Linked DNA regions of Sus scrofa: region 1 is linked to region 2. Evidence: chromatin contacts called from public HiChIP or PLAC-seq data. All regions are on one chromosome and are shown on one strand. The core of a region is the stretch at or near the end of the contact, and the rest is flanking DNA. Distances in the headings are between cores, read along the strand shown. Region 1 holds the start of KLF3 (Kruppel like factor 3). Region 2 overlaps LOC100510918 (a long non-coding RNA gene).

Evidence for each region. HiChIP or PLAC-seq counts read pairs in DNA pulled down with a chosen protein or histone mark.
Region 1: a contact with region 2 is called in an H3K27ac HiChIP or PLAC-seq map of alveolar macrophages. The contact joins the promoter of KLF3 here to the enhancer-like site in region 2. A contact is called at or near these places in 1 of 5 promoter capture datasets (fetal liver), 5 of 47 Hi-C or Micro-C datasets (brain, epiblast stem cells, fetal liver and 2 more) and 2 of 2 datasets of contacts at active chromatin or transcription factors (alveolar macrophages and skeletal muscle).

What each region holds. Positions count from the first base shown.
Region 1 is chr8:30,023,096-30,029,386 of Sscrofa11.1, reverse strand. It overlaps KLF3 (Kruppel like factor 3), which reads right to left and starts at 4,409. Exons shown (of 6, transcript NM_001134352.2): 1 at 4,116-4,409. LOC100510918 (a long non-coding RNA gene) reads left to right here and starts at 3,958. Exons shown (of 3, transcript NR_045041.1): 1 at 3,958-4,432.
Region 2 is chr8:29,938,245-29,944,288 of Sscrofa11.1, reverse strand. All of the region lies in intron 2 of LOC100510918 (a long non-coding RNA gene), which reads left to right. Among named protein-coding and RNA genes, the nearest start is that of KLF3, 84 kb to the left of the region's middle. Within about 2 kb of position 4,683, at least 17 of the 83 cell types and tissues checked have an H3K27ac peak or open chromatin away from gene starts, as enhancers often do. A contact at or near this core is called in alveolar macrophages and fetal liver, where this site is marked.

The DNA.
Region 1 (6,291 bases), core at 3,160-5,659, 85 kb before region 2:
CAGTATCCTATTATTTGACCCCAGTAGCTTTCTTAATATCATCTTGTGTATTTCCTTTTTATCCATCAAGAAAAAAATGTGGTGGGGTGAGATGGGAGAACCAAAGCACTATTACCACTTTGGGGAAGAACGGGGCCTGATGTGCTACCTCAGCAACTCATTTAATTAATTCCATTCGGAAAACACAGTAGATAATTCCTTTAGATTTTAGAGAAAATCCCAAAATAAGAAGTTTAAAAAAGAAACTTGCCCAAAGTTTTCTTTTCCAAGCATTTCTTTAAATCTTTCTTTCTGGAGAACCAAGAGGGGGAGAAAAAAAAAAAAGTGTGTCAAAGTCGGTTTTAAAGAGTTAACCCAGCAATGTGCTAACTCACAACTGACAGAATACATCAAAAAGGAGGGAAGGGGAGACAATGAGAAAGCTGTTATTATAAAACAATAAAAACAAGAGCATTCTCCTTCTGTTTTCAAAACAGAAGGGTAAACATTTCCAAACTATCATTAAATAACCTTATTCCAGTTCTCCTTTTCTTTTGAGCTTTTTGTCTTAAGCCAGCTTGGAAATCAGATGTAGGGTAGTCAAAGCTTTGCCCTTAAAAAAAAAAAAAATTTATCCTAGCCTTTAAATCTTTGTCTTTAAAAAGAAATAATCCTGGAGTGCTCTCAGTATCTCTTCTGTTTTGTTTTAATACAAGATTTCTCCCTTAAAACATAAGCAAGACTTTCTGGTCAGTCTAAATTGCAGAGACTGCTTGAGTTCTCCATCCCATGAAGCCTCCTACGCCTTGCCTGTCCTGTGTGAAATGCAAGGGCGAGCCCCATCTTTCAGATAATGCTAGGTCTTCTAAACTGTAAGGTGGTAACCCTGTCCAAAATTGACAGCTTCAGGGCAAAATGCCTATCTCAAAACCAATACTCTATCCACCTCAAAGCAAGAGCGAAATGCAAATAAAACAAACTCCTTTAGATTTCTAGCCAATATGCACACACATTTCTTAAAATCACAAGTTGGCCATGATAAACTTAAAGAGGTAAAAGTATTTATTCACCCATATAAACACACTGGAAAAAAAGGGTGTATGTAAAAAGGTTAACTGACTTCTCATTATGACATAACACAGGCATCTTAAGCAATCACAAGTGTGTAGAGACATGATAACTCCCTGGGTGGGGACAGGGAGTTGAGGGGCAGGGACCATGGCCTGGTCTGGGCTACTGATCTACCAGAAAACAGCCTGAAACAGGAAAGAGCACACATATGCCACTTGGAATGTATGACGCAAACCCCAGCCTTGAAACAAAGAACAGGAAACAGCTCTGCTGGCTGTGCTGGAGAGAAAGCACAGAGAAACATTTAGCCGGCCCTCCCTGACCCTATATTCATGAGCAGCTGGAGTTTTTTAAGACAACAACAGGGGGGTGGAGGTGTTTGTTCTATGGGTGTGAATAATCACACCAGCTTTATACAGGGGACCTGCCCTATTTACAAATAGGAGCTTCCACATACAGTAAACATAAGTGAACATGTGATTTTATCATAGTCAAGCAGCAGAGACCTTCCTAATTAACACCAGCCTCCTGCCAATTTTTCTTTTCTTTCTCCCCCATCCCAATGGTTGGTCTTCAGCCACCAGCGAGAAATTCTGGGTTAGGGTAAAGACGACTGTTCAGCCTCAGAGCATCAAGAGGCAAATGAAGAGAGAACACTGCTGCTGAGAATTCAGATGACACTGGGGTCACCCCACACAACTGAAGCGGGACCAACTCTACAGAACTAAATTCTAAGACAAAAGGTGTGGAACATCTAGAGTCACCCTAAATTTCCACTATCTCCCTCAAGTGCAGACAGCTGCACATCTGTTCTCCATGTACACACGTCTACAGAAATCCACCTTATGAGAATGTGATTCTGTTCCTGATATTTCATTTAATCCAAAATTATTATGCAATCTGTACAATAGACTATCAACATTTATAAGACATCTTAAAAGGTCTACTTTCCTTTAGATATTTTTAAGGTAGCAAAATCCACTCATTGTCCTTTTCCCACTATTTCTCTTTTATTGTGTTAGCCAGAACTGCTGAACTCAGGTTTCCATTAGCAAGAGATTTAAGAATCTGTGTATAAACACTAACTACAGGTAAAAAAAAAAAAAAAAAAAAAAAAAAAAAAAAAAAAAAAAAAGAAAGAAAGAAAGAAAGAAAGAAAGAAAAAAAAAGGCATCACTGTGTCCATAGCAACCAGAAGACTGGGTTTTAATTTAGAAACTTTGCAGTGAAAAAAAACAATAGCTTTATCCAAAGCTATGTTGCCATGTTTTACATGTAACAAGGTTCTGTGGTCTAAGCAGCTACTTTTCTTTGTTATTCTCACTTTAGGATTTTTATACTTGCACTCTCATGACTTCATGCAAGCAGAATGCTTCTTGAAGACTATCTTCACTGAACTCACCCACAGTACATTAGACTGTTTTCTTCTAACAGTTCTGCAGCTAACCCCACAGACTGTAGAAATTGAGATATCAGCTTCTCTAGGGAGCTTAAATTAATCAAACATCTCATTTCAGGATTCTGTTAACAGAATAAGGTCAACTCCCATACTCCATGCTTGGAGCCAGGAAAAAACTCTTTCAACCACTCTTTGTTTTAAAAATACTATGAACTCACAAAATTTTGGAGCTGTTAATGTTATCAGATTGGGTTTTCCCTAAAAGCAAGCCTTCTCCTGTGCTAGGTGGATCACTCATGGATTTCTCAACAAAAATACTCCACAAATGCATACATAAAGCACTCAGAAAAAGACAGCACAAAATTGTTCTGTAGAATAACCTGTAAGGAACAACTACCCTATGCCCCCAATTAATTTTGCTTAATAATTAGAGATACTAAATTAAAATGAAGTCATAATACCACTCCATACTTTTCTCCATATACCAGACTCTTGTGAGAATCAATATATTTAGTGTCTTGGGTGACATTAATGGAAAGATGTATTCTGAGTTTGTAAAATGTTTATTTTAGTGAAATACAAGAAGGTGAGCAATTACCAGTTTCCGTTTAACCTGACTTAGAAAAATAAAAGTCCCATGCGCATATTCTTTATCTAATATTTTTGTATACTGCTGTAAAATTTAAAGCAGAATCGAGTGTTCCCTTTTATCTGCCAAAGAAGTCGTTATGACAATTCCAGGTATTGTCTGCCATCTCCAAGAAAGCCCTTCCGAGAAAGGCTAGGTCCCAAAGGTTCGGGTCCAGAGGTCCGTCCCTCGGTCCCCACCGGATCGGGTCCCTAACGCTGCAGGCAGTTGCCTAAGGCGTTCTCCGCCTCCAGCCACGCTGCAATCCTCGCTCCAGACACTGCGGCAGGTTCTCTCCGTGCCCCGGAGGAGGTCTCTCCAAACCTGGCCAGCTCTTTCTCCTGCCCCCGGGGATCCAGACGCCCTGGCAGCTCCCGGGCTCCAGGACCGAGAATGCGATGCTGCCTCCACTCTCAATCGCCCCAAGTTTCTTCCCAGAGGGCCTGCTCCAAGTTTGCTCCCGCCGCTGGTGAGCGGCAGCGCGCCCCGTCGGCAGAGGGGGGCGGCGGGGGGCGCAGGCGGAGGGCGGGGAGGGGGAGGGCGCGCGGTGGGGGGGGGACCAGATGGGGGAGAAGGGGGAGGAGCAGGAGCGCGCGGCCTCTGTGCTACCTTTTTCCAAACAACGTTGCCACACGCGGAGAGCACTGAGATTTCTGGGGCTTAGGAGGGAATCGCGAGAGAGCGCGCGGGCGGCGGTCGGGGGACCACACAGGTGAGCCCCCGCCCGCGCCCTATCCGGGGCCGCGGCGGGCGCCACCGGCCTCGCTCCCCGCACCCGCCGATCCGCACGGTGGCTCTCCTCAATCCCACACTTTCCACTGCTTCACCGGGGGCCCCTCCGCCTCGCCTCCTCTACCCCACCCCCGGCTGCGAGGAGCTGTTGCACTTTCCCAAGCCCACGGGAGCCCCCACCTCCGCGCTGCACCCCCAGCCCATTCACCGCGCCCCCCTCCCCCCAAAAAAAGGAAACCAGACGAGCCGAAAACAGGGGCAGCGGGAGTCGGGGCGAGAAGGAAAGGTGAGGGAGAGGGGACTTACTTTTCGAGGCGCGGTGCTGAGCGCTGCAGGCGAGAAATAAAGGCCCAGACCTGGGCTCCCTGGAGCCCCGCGGATGCAGTGGTGTCAGCGCTCCAGTCCTGGCGGCGTTGGCTCTGGCGGCCGCAGGGGACCGGGACGGGGACTGGCGCGCGTGCGGCGGGCGCGGCACAGCTCGGCGGGCGCTCGCGCTGCGCTCCGGCTCGGGCCCCGGCTCCGCGCGGCTCCGCTCCTGGCTCCCCTCTGGCTCCTGGCACCAACTCCGGGCAGTCACATGACGCCGGCGCCGCTCGCTCTGCGAGCCTCCCGGGGCTGGCGGGGTAAGTAGAGGCTGGGACCCGGGGTGGGAGGGTCAGGGAGGGGAGAGGGAGCCGCTGCGGCCGCCCGGGCTGGGCGGGTCCCCACCCACTTGGGTGGAGGCAGCCGCCGGAGGGGTCGGCGGAGTCACTCGCGCAAACACGCACCCCGCCCTGCGCCCTTCCCCCGCCACCCCCTCCTCCTGCGCCGCCTCCGCCCCGCCCCGCCCAGTCACCCGGGGACGGCCTGACAGACACTCATTATTCCCCGGAGCCGGGCGCCGCCCCGCCGGCCCAACCTGTCCCGCGAGGCGCGGCGCGGCCGTGGGGCTGGGCGTACGCGGCGCGGCCCCCGCCCCAGAGCCCCCGCCCCCCGCCCCGGAGCCCCCGCCTGGGAGTCCCCGCCCGCACCCCCTCCCGTCGCCCTCCGCCCCGGAGCCCGCGGCCCCGCCCGGCCTGGACCCGCCGCCGCGCCGCCGCCCGAGCCCGGGGGGAAGGAAGGGCGGCACTGGCCGCTCCGGGCGTCACAGGGCTGCAGCCCGCTGCGCCGCTTCCAAAACACACAGGCGGGCTCGCGGGCGAGCCGAGGCGGGAGACCCGGGCCGGCCGGGGCCATCAATCAGCCAGCTCCGGCGGGAAGGGCGGCCCCGGGCGCGGCGGGAAGGGCTGGGCCCCGCGGCCAGCGCGGCCCCTCCTGGGCCCAGCGCACACAACTCTCTTAAAGAAAAAGCTGAAAAAGGCACCGCTGGGGAAGCGGCGGGTGGGCCGGGGCGGCGTCGGGAGAGAAAGAGCGGCGCGGAAAGGGAGGGCAGCTGGGGGACTGCAACCCTAAAATGGTCCCGCGTTTCCAAGGTCATTCGCCATCCTCTAGAGCGCTTTCTTTGTGCCTTGGGGCTCGGAGGCCCCCGTGTTGTCTTCCCCACGGGGGTGCGGCCCGGCTGGTGGTGCACCGCCTACCGGGACTTTTCTTTGAAGGCCGGGATAACGCCCCCCCCCCCCACCCCACCGCGAACAAACTTCCCACGGGCCGGGCCTGCAGCTGGAGCGAAAAGGCGGCCGGACGCAGCGGCATTTGCTCAGCCGGGCCTGTCGGAAAACTTGGCAAACTTGGGTCCGGATCCTCCTGCCCGGAGGGAGAACTCGGGGCGAGCTGAGGGCTTGGCGCGGCGGCCTTTCCTTTGGTGTCGCGTCCCCGGGACTGAGCACAAGCGTCCCCGGGGCGGGTGGCGCCGGGCTGGGCGGGGGGGGGGGGGGGCTTCACTGGAGCCTGGCGGCGGCGGAAACTCACTTTCTGTGCAAACCGGGCTCCTGGGAGGACTTTGTAGAGCTTGGTACCAGATTTAATGCTTTTTGAGTTTCTTTTTAAACAGTTTTAATGTAAGAATGCAATAAAAAGAACAAAGGACAAATTGGTTCAATTGTTTTCGTCCTGTGTAATGTTTAAAAACGCCCCTGCTGCAGTCTGTGGCTTGTTATTGCTTCAAGATGTTTTAAAGACTCTTCAAGTTCACCATTCTCACTTTGATGCTTCATCCAGGCATGGGGCCACTTAAAACGTAGAGATACAGTGTATTCGGATACACAGTATTATAAAATTAGTATGGGTAACCTCACTAACCTAAGTGAAATTGCTTATTGTAAAAAATGCATATACTTAAAAGCCCACGTGGAGAACACCCAGAACTGACACTGGTTCCTTCATATGCCATCATGCTGTCCCATAAGATTAATGTTTAAAATGTAAAAGAATGAGGGTTTCGTTTGTTTGTTTCAGCAGAAGATAAGCGTAAGGGGAAAAGTTGGATTTGTGTCCTTTACTAATTTGCTGTTCATTGATCACTGACGTCATTAAATGTCTGATTGCATGCCTTAGATTTGCATTA
Region 2 (6,044 bases), core at 3,434-5,933:
AAGCAAATCCTTTAACCACTCAGTGATGTGGCTTCTTATAAAATAGGATTATTATAAGGATTAAATGAGGTGTTATGGGAAGTGTTTCGAATTAAGCATTATATGCTTTCTTCCTCTTCTTGTAGATCATCAGTTTATCTTCACAAAATGTTTGTGAGGAAGATAAAGTAGGAGTTATTAATGTCCTTCTTGGGAATACAAAGTTCAGAATGACAGACTCCTGTCCTTGGGATCAAATATTTAGTAAGCTACAAAAGTGGGATTCAAATTCAAGCTTTCCATTCTATCTCCCCCAACTTCAGGAAATTTTATACTTTTGGTCTTTTCCTGAATGCTCAGGGAGTGAATTCAACACATCTATTGATTGAATATGTCTTCTTTAAATATGTATTTATTGATCGACTAGAATGACTAAGAAGTAGGTATTGCTTAAAGGAATATTGGTAAACATTCTCTGATACAGTAATATCACCAACATTCTGCATTCTGCATTATATATCTGCATCCTGATATATAATATCATAAACATTCAAACATTTTATAGGATTTCCCCCCCTTGGAATAACCGAGTATTTTATTATTTTTTTTTAGATAAGATTGAATAAAGGCAACTGACACTCAAGCCATTTATTGTGCCAAATTCAACAACCAAGTGTGAACAGATCCTATGCAGAATGATATGACACAAAAGCGACATTACAAATGATGCAGTCATTGAAAATGAAGCATTTGCATAATCCGAAAGTATGATTAATCTTACAAGAGATCTATTTCCATATCTCCTGTCCACAAAGTAGCTATCATTACTTTTAATCAAAACACTGAAGCCTGAATCACCCTGATGGGGTCTGAACAACAGCCTCTGTGACAGGGAACTAAAGTTCCTAATAAATCCCTTCATTTTGTGGATGTGTCTACCTGGAGGTCACAGGTGTCAAAGAGGAGGAGAAGTGGATGGCTATATTGTTTGCACATCGTTACATTGTACAACTGTGGAGGAGAGAGAGAGAGAGAGAGGGAGAGAGAGGGAATGGAAGAGCAAAGACGAAGGACAAGAAGCTGCTTAGGGCACCAGGGTTTTTAGGAAGAGATAAATTTGCATAAGGGAGTTTGTTTTCATTCTTTTAAGGTTTTGGAAAAGATTTCTAAATTGATTACCAGGATTTTATTCCTTGGAGGAATTTTAGAACTTATTTGCCCCAACTTTTCCCCTTTTTTGGTCAAGTAGACCATCGAGACCCAGAAGGATCAGCAATTCCTCCAACGCCACAAGTTGAGTATGACCAAGTGGCGATTTGATTTTTGATTCTCCTTTTGATTCAGTGGTAGCTCACTCTGGAGTCCTGTGCCTGATATGTTGTTGGTCTTCTGCAAGGACTTGGTAATGGAGAGACCGAATGAATGAATGACACTTGCATACCTTTTATCTGGGGACCATTTTTGTATCCCACATTAAGAAAGTATCAAAAGAGATTCTGGTGTGTTTTGTTGTCAGGTATCAAGACTGAGAAAGCAGAGTTTCTCGTTCTGGCACAGAGACATCAGAAAAATGTCCCACTTCTTTTTTATTTTACTATGTGCCATGGGGGAAATCATTCAGCAGAGATGTATCTGCTGAGAGGGCTGGTTGCAAAGTCAGCCACAAGATGAAAATCACAGATAATCAAAACTTCCCTTGAAGCTCTCTTAGGGAGGTGCCATGCTGAGCCTGGCATACTGTTTCTCAGCCAGTTTTCCTTCCATCATTGGAGCACGTGGCTGTTTTCTTGTTTGCATACCAGGGAAGCAGTGAGCTTGAATTTTGGCGTTGTGTATATTAAAAAGGTGGATTTTAAGCCAAAGGCTGCACAGGGAGTGGTCTGTGAGCGTGAGACTGGCAGAGGACAGAACAGATTTTTGGTCTTGTCTCACGTTCACTCTGGAGCACATGCTTTTTAATACCAATATCCAATCTCCAACATACAAAGGTTTAATGTATATAAGATTTGACTCCACTGTTCTACCTAGTCCCTGAGGAAAGCTGAACTAAATACCAATTATGTATCTAGAATCAAAATCTATAATAGAGGTGCTTATTTTGTCTTGTGGAGCTTCTTAGATAAAGATGAGATGGGTAAACTCTAGAATTATATCGTTTTCCTGGAAGTTCTATGAATTCTATGAATTTTTTTTCCCTGTGGAGGCTTTAAAAAGAGGAAGTTTGGTAGGGCTATGCCTGGGAAATGGAGAATCCATTACACAATGACTGCGCTTAGAGAAATTTAGGTGCAAAAGACCATCAGCCTCTGCCACTCTTGCCTTCCTCCCTTGTCTTTGAAAAACAACCCCCAAATCCCTGGTTTACTCAGACTCTCTTGAAGACATGGTTCAGGCGTCCCAGCGTTCTATCCTCAATAGGCTCTTTGTTGTTTTTTCTGCATTTCTTTCCCCCTTTCCTCCTTTCCCTCCTACCCATCTCTACTCCTCAATCTCCATCCCCACTTTTTTCTTAGGATGCAGCTTTGCCATGAACACAGACCATGGTTTCAGGAAGGCTTTTTGTAAGAATGTCTTATACTTACAAAAAATAAGTCAACTCTTGCAGACATGATGAAGGGGGCCTTTGGACAGAGACTCCCAGCTGATTTTTGCTACAATACCTGGGGAATTATTTTTTTGGCTTCAAGAGGATAATATTTTAAGTTGTTATATGTTTGCTGATCTTGGGGAGATTGCTGGCACCATCAGCATGCACAGGAAGCTTGGGTTCTTGGCCCAGTCAGCTTAAGAGTCTAAATATTTGGAGGATGAATACTTGAAAATGCATTTAAACATTTAAGATGTTTTATTTGTTTTTCCAGTAAGTCTCACTGCTAGTGCGATACAGTTCTGCAGCAGGACTCTTATCTGCTGGAGGCATGAACCTCCTGGACAAGTCCAGGCTCGGGCCCCACCTTAGGCCTTCATGCATAGCCAGTGACATGCATGTCTATTGGCTAACATCCACACCCGTGAAGTGGGTTATTATTACAATCACTCACCTTCAACCCCTGTGTTCTAAAGGGTCTAAAGGGAGTGAGGGTCTGACCTAATTCTGTACTGAAACCAGGAATGGAACTTACACACACACACACACTCCATTTTCCAAACCAGATGCTACAATATTCCCCTTCTTTTGTCAGTGCTGCTTCATTATTATTATTTCCAGCTTTCAGCGCTACACTGATGAGCATTTGTGGTCAGATTTTTCTCTCGCGCCTAGCAGGCAACATACCTTTGGGCTGGTATGTGCTTTGGGGATTCAAACTAATGTGACCACGTTAGGTTATGTAAAATGTAACTAGGAAAGCAAATGTGCTGTGAAAGCAAGCCTATGTGTTTCTCGAACTCAGAACCAATTACAAGCAATTGGGGGTTTTTCCATGTGCTTTAGACCCACAGAGAGACTCCAGGACCTCAGTTTTAATAATAATATCAACTATTTGCCTATCACAATGCAACGATCTCGATAATTGCCAAATATCTACTTTGCTACGCTGGTGAGTTCCAAACGCTCATCGTGTCCGTGGAATGGGAGCGAGTGTCAGCTTCGTTTCTGAAATTGGAAGCAGAAAGCGCTGGGGAGGGCGGGGCGGGGTGGGGTGCATGGGTGTGCACCCAGCCTGGTAATCGCCATGGTTAAGGTGTCTCAGACAACACGATAATAACCCTCTCGATAGCACTGGGGATGTGTAGCCACAATAAAAATCATATTAAAGTGGGCACCATGCCCAGACTATCAGCCTCAGATAAACAAAATTGTAAGAGAAGCATTTCAAGAGGGAACTAACTTAGGAATCAAAGAAGTTAAAACAGGCCAGAGAGGGGCTCGCTTGAGGAGGCAATGCTTTCACCTCCTGGAAAAAGCCGTGCTCAACCTAATTAAAATGCCCAATCTAATTAAACATCTAACCATAATCCCCCGGGTGACCCCTCACTCCACCCCTTCCCATTGTGAAGAGGCTAATAGGGCCGCTTAGCTGAAACATGATGGAGCAGGCGTCTATGTGAGCACACACATGTGTAATCCCTGGCCTACTGAGCTGGAGCAAAGATGCTAGTGAGCTGTGCAGTGACGGTGGTGTCTCACTCAGCAGTGATGCAGGGCATGGATTAGTGCAGAGTGGCCATCTGCTGTTGAGGAGGGTGTAGAATCTGTTCCACGGTGGCAGACAACTCCCCAGTGCTGGCCAGCTGGCTCAGAGAGGACAAAGTTGGACAGGCTAAGCCATCTCCCAGCAACTCTCTGGGGAATAACTCCAGGGCCTCTGCCTTAGGCGCCTGTGTCTGCCCCTGTCTTCTTCATGCGTCCACATACATCACAGAGCTGATGTGACACAATATACTTCAGAACATGAAGAAGAGGGAAGGAGAACATGCCACTATAAAGGCTTAAAGTTACTGGTCTTGAGCATGTGACTTGGAGTTTCCTGGTAGCCTGGGCAAAAAGAGGAAATCTGATAAATCATAGAACTCACATTATCTGGGAAAAGAAGTCAGTCAGTTTCTTAGGAAATAAAGGTTTTCTTAACCACAGTTGTAACATCTGTTTTTTTCACATTTGACTTGATAGAGAGGAGAAACTGAATTTCTCAGGGTGTACATTACGAAATGTCAAACGGCCAGAGTGCTTGGCCTGTTGACGGGCAAAGGAGCAGAACACGGATCCCCCAGTGACTAATGAGAAATAGGGAGCGCTCAGCAGTTCCCTAGTAAGATCATGGTTTGTACCTTTGCCTCTCTGCAGATCTGTATTTTCTAAAATTTCCGCCGTGAACGTGCCTGATGTTGTCATGCAAATGTGCTAGCTTGATCCATTCCTCCCCACTTCCTTCCCTGGCCGTGTATTTAGAGGGCCTTGACCCCTCCAGGCTGACGTTCTCAGGCTCCCTGTCAGCAGGGCTCTGAACTGGGTTTGACCCCCGGATGCTCTGGTGGCCGTTTGGAGAACAGGAGGGAGGGAGAAGTCTGAGTGTTTCTCCCTCCCTTGGTACTGGCATGGTACCTCTGGCAGCTGCGGCCTCTCTTCCTTGTCTCCAGCTCTCACAGGAAACCTGCCATAGTTCCCACTTCCTCTGGGTAATCCCAGGCCCAGGGCTTGGGTAGCATCACCTCCTCCCTTTGTCCCTCCAGCCTGGGAGTGGCAGCAACATCCTGCCGTGGCTAGTCTCTAGATTGCCTCACCATCCCTTGTTTAGCTTTTAAGTTTCTTTCATCTCAGTGCATTAAACTTCCTCTGTTTCAAATATTCAGCGTGGTTTCTGTCTTCCTGGTTGGGCCCTGACACAAAGAAACAAAAATGTATTGGAAACAAAAATGAATGGAGCAAACAAATTTAGAGCCTATTGCATTAGGAGTGGGTAAGCGATGAGATCCTGTTTATATAGTTCCCTACAGCACAGGGAACTCTATCTCCTCACTAGTGATGGAACATGATAGAGGATAATGTGAGAAAAATAATATGTGTATATATGTATGACCAGGTCCCTTTGCTGTACAGCACAAATTGACAGAATATTTAAATCAACTATAATGGAAAAAATTAAAATCATATAACAAAACTGAGAGGGACGTGAGTTGGAGACATAATCGAAGAAGCGAAAGCTCATGGCTACACACCCAAAGGCACATCCAGCCTTGGTGCTCACTGGTTGGAAAGGACTTCCGGGCACAGAACGGCTTTTTTAGGCACATTCACACTCAAAAATAACAATTTTAGTTAGAACGATCAGCTCCAGCAGTGAAGAATAATGACACGTAAGAGATAGAGAAAAACAAACAAACGAAACGCCATAGGATTTAGAGTCCTAAGTCATGAATTCAAGTCCTGGCTCGTGGCAGACACTGAGGTTCACTCTGCAGCCTCCATTCCATTCCTTCCATGTGCCATAGCAGCTGTGGGGTTTGGAGGAGAATGATCCAGCCTCCCACTTCTGGCTTGTGTCTTTATTTTTATTTATTTATTTTTTTAGGGCTGCACCTGTGGCATATGGAAGTTGCCAGGCTAAAGGTCGAATTGGAGCTCT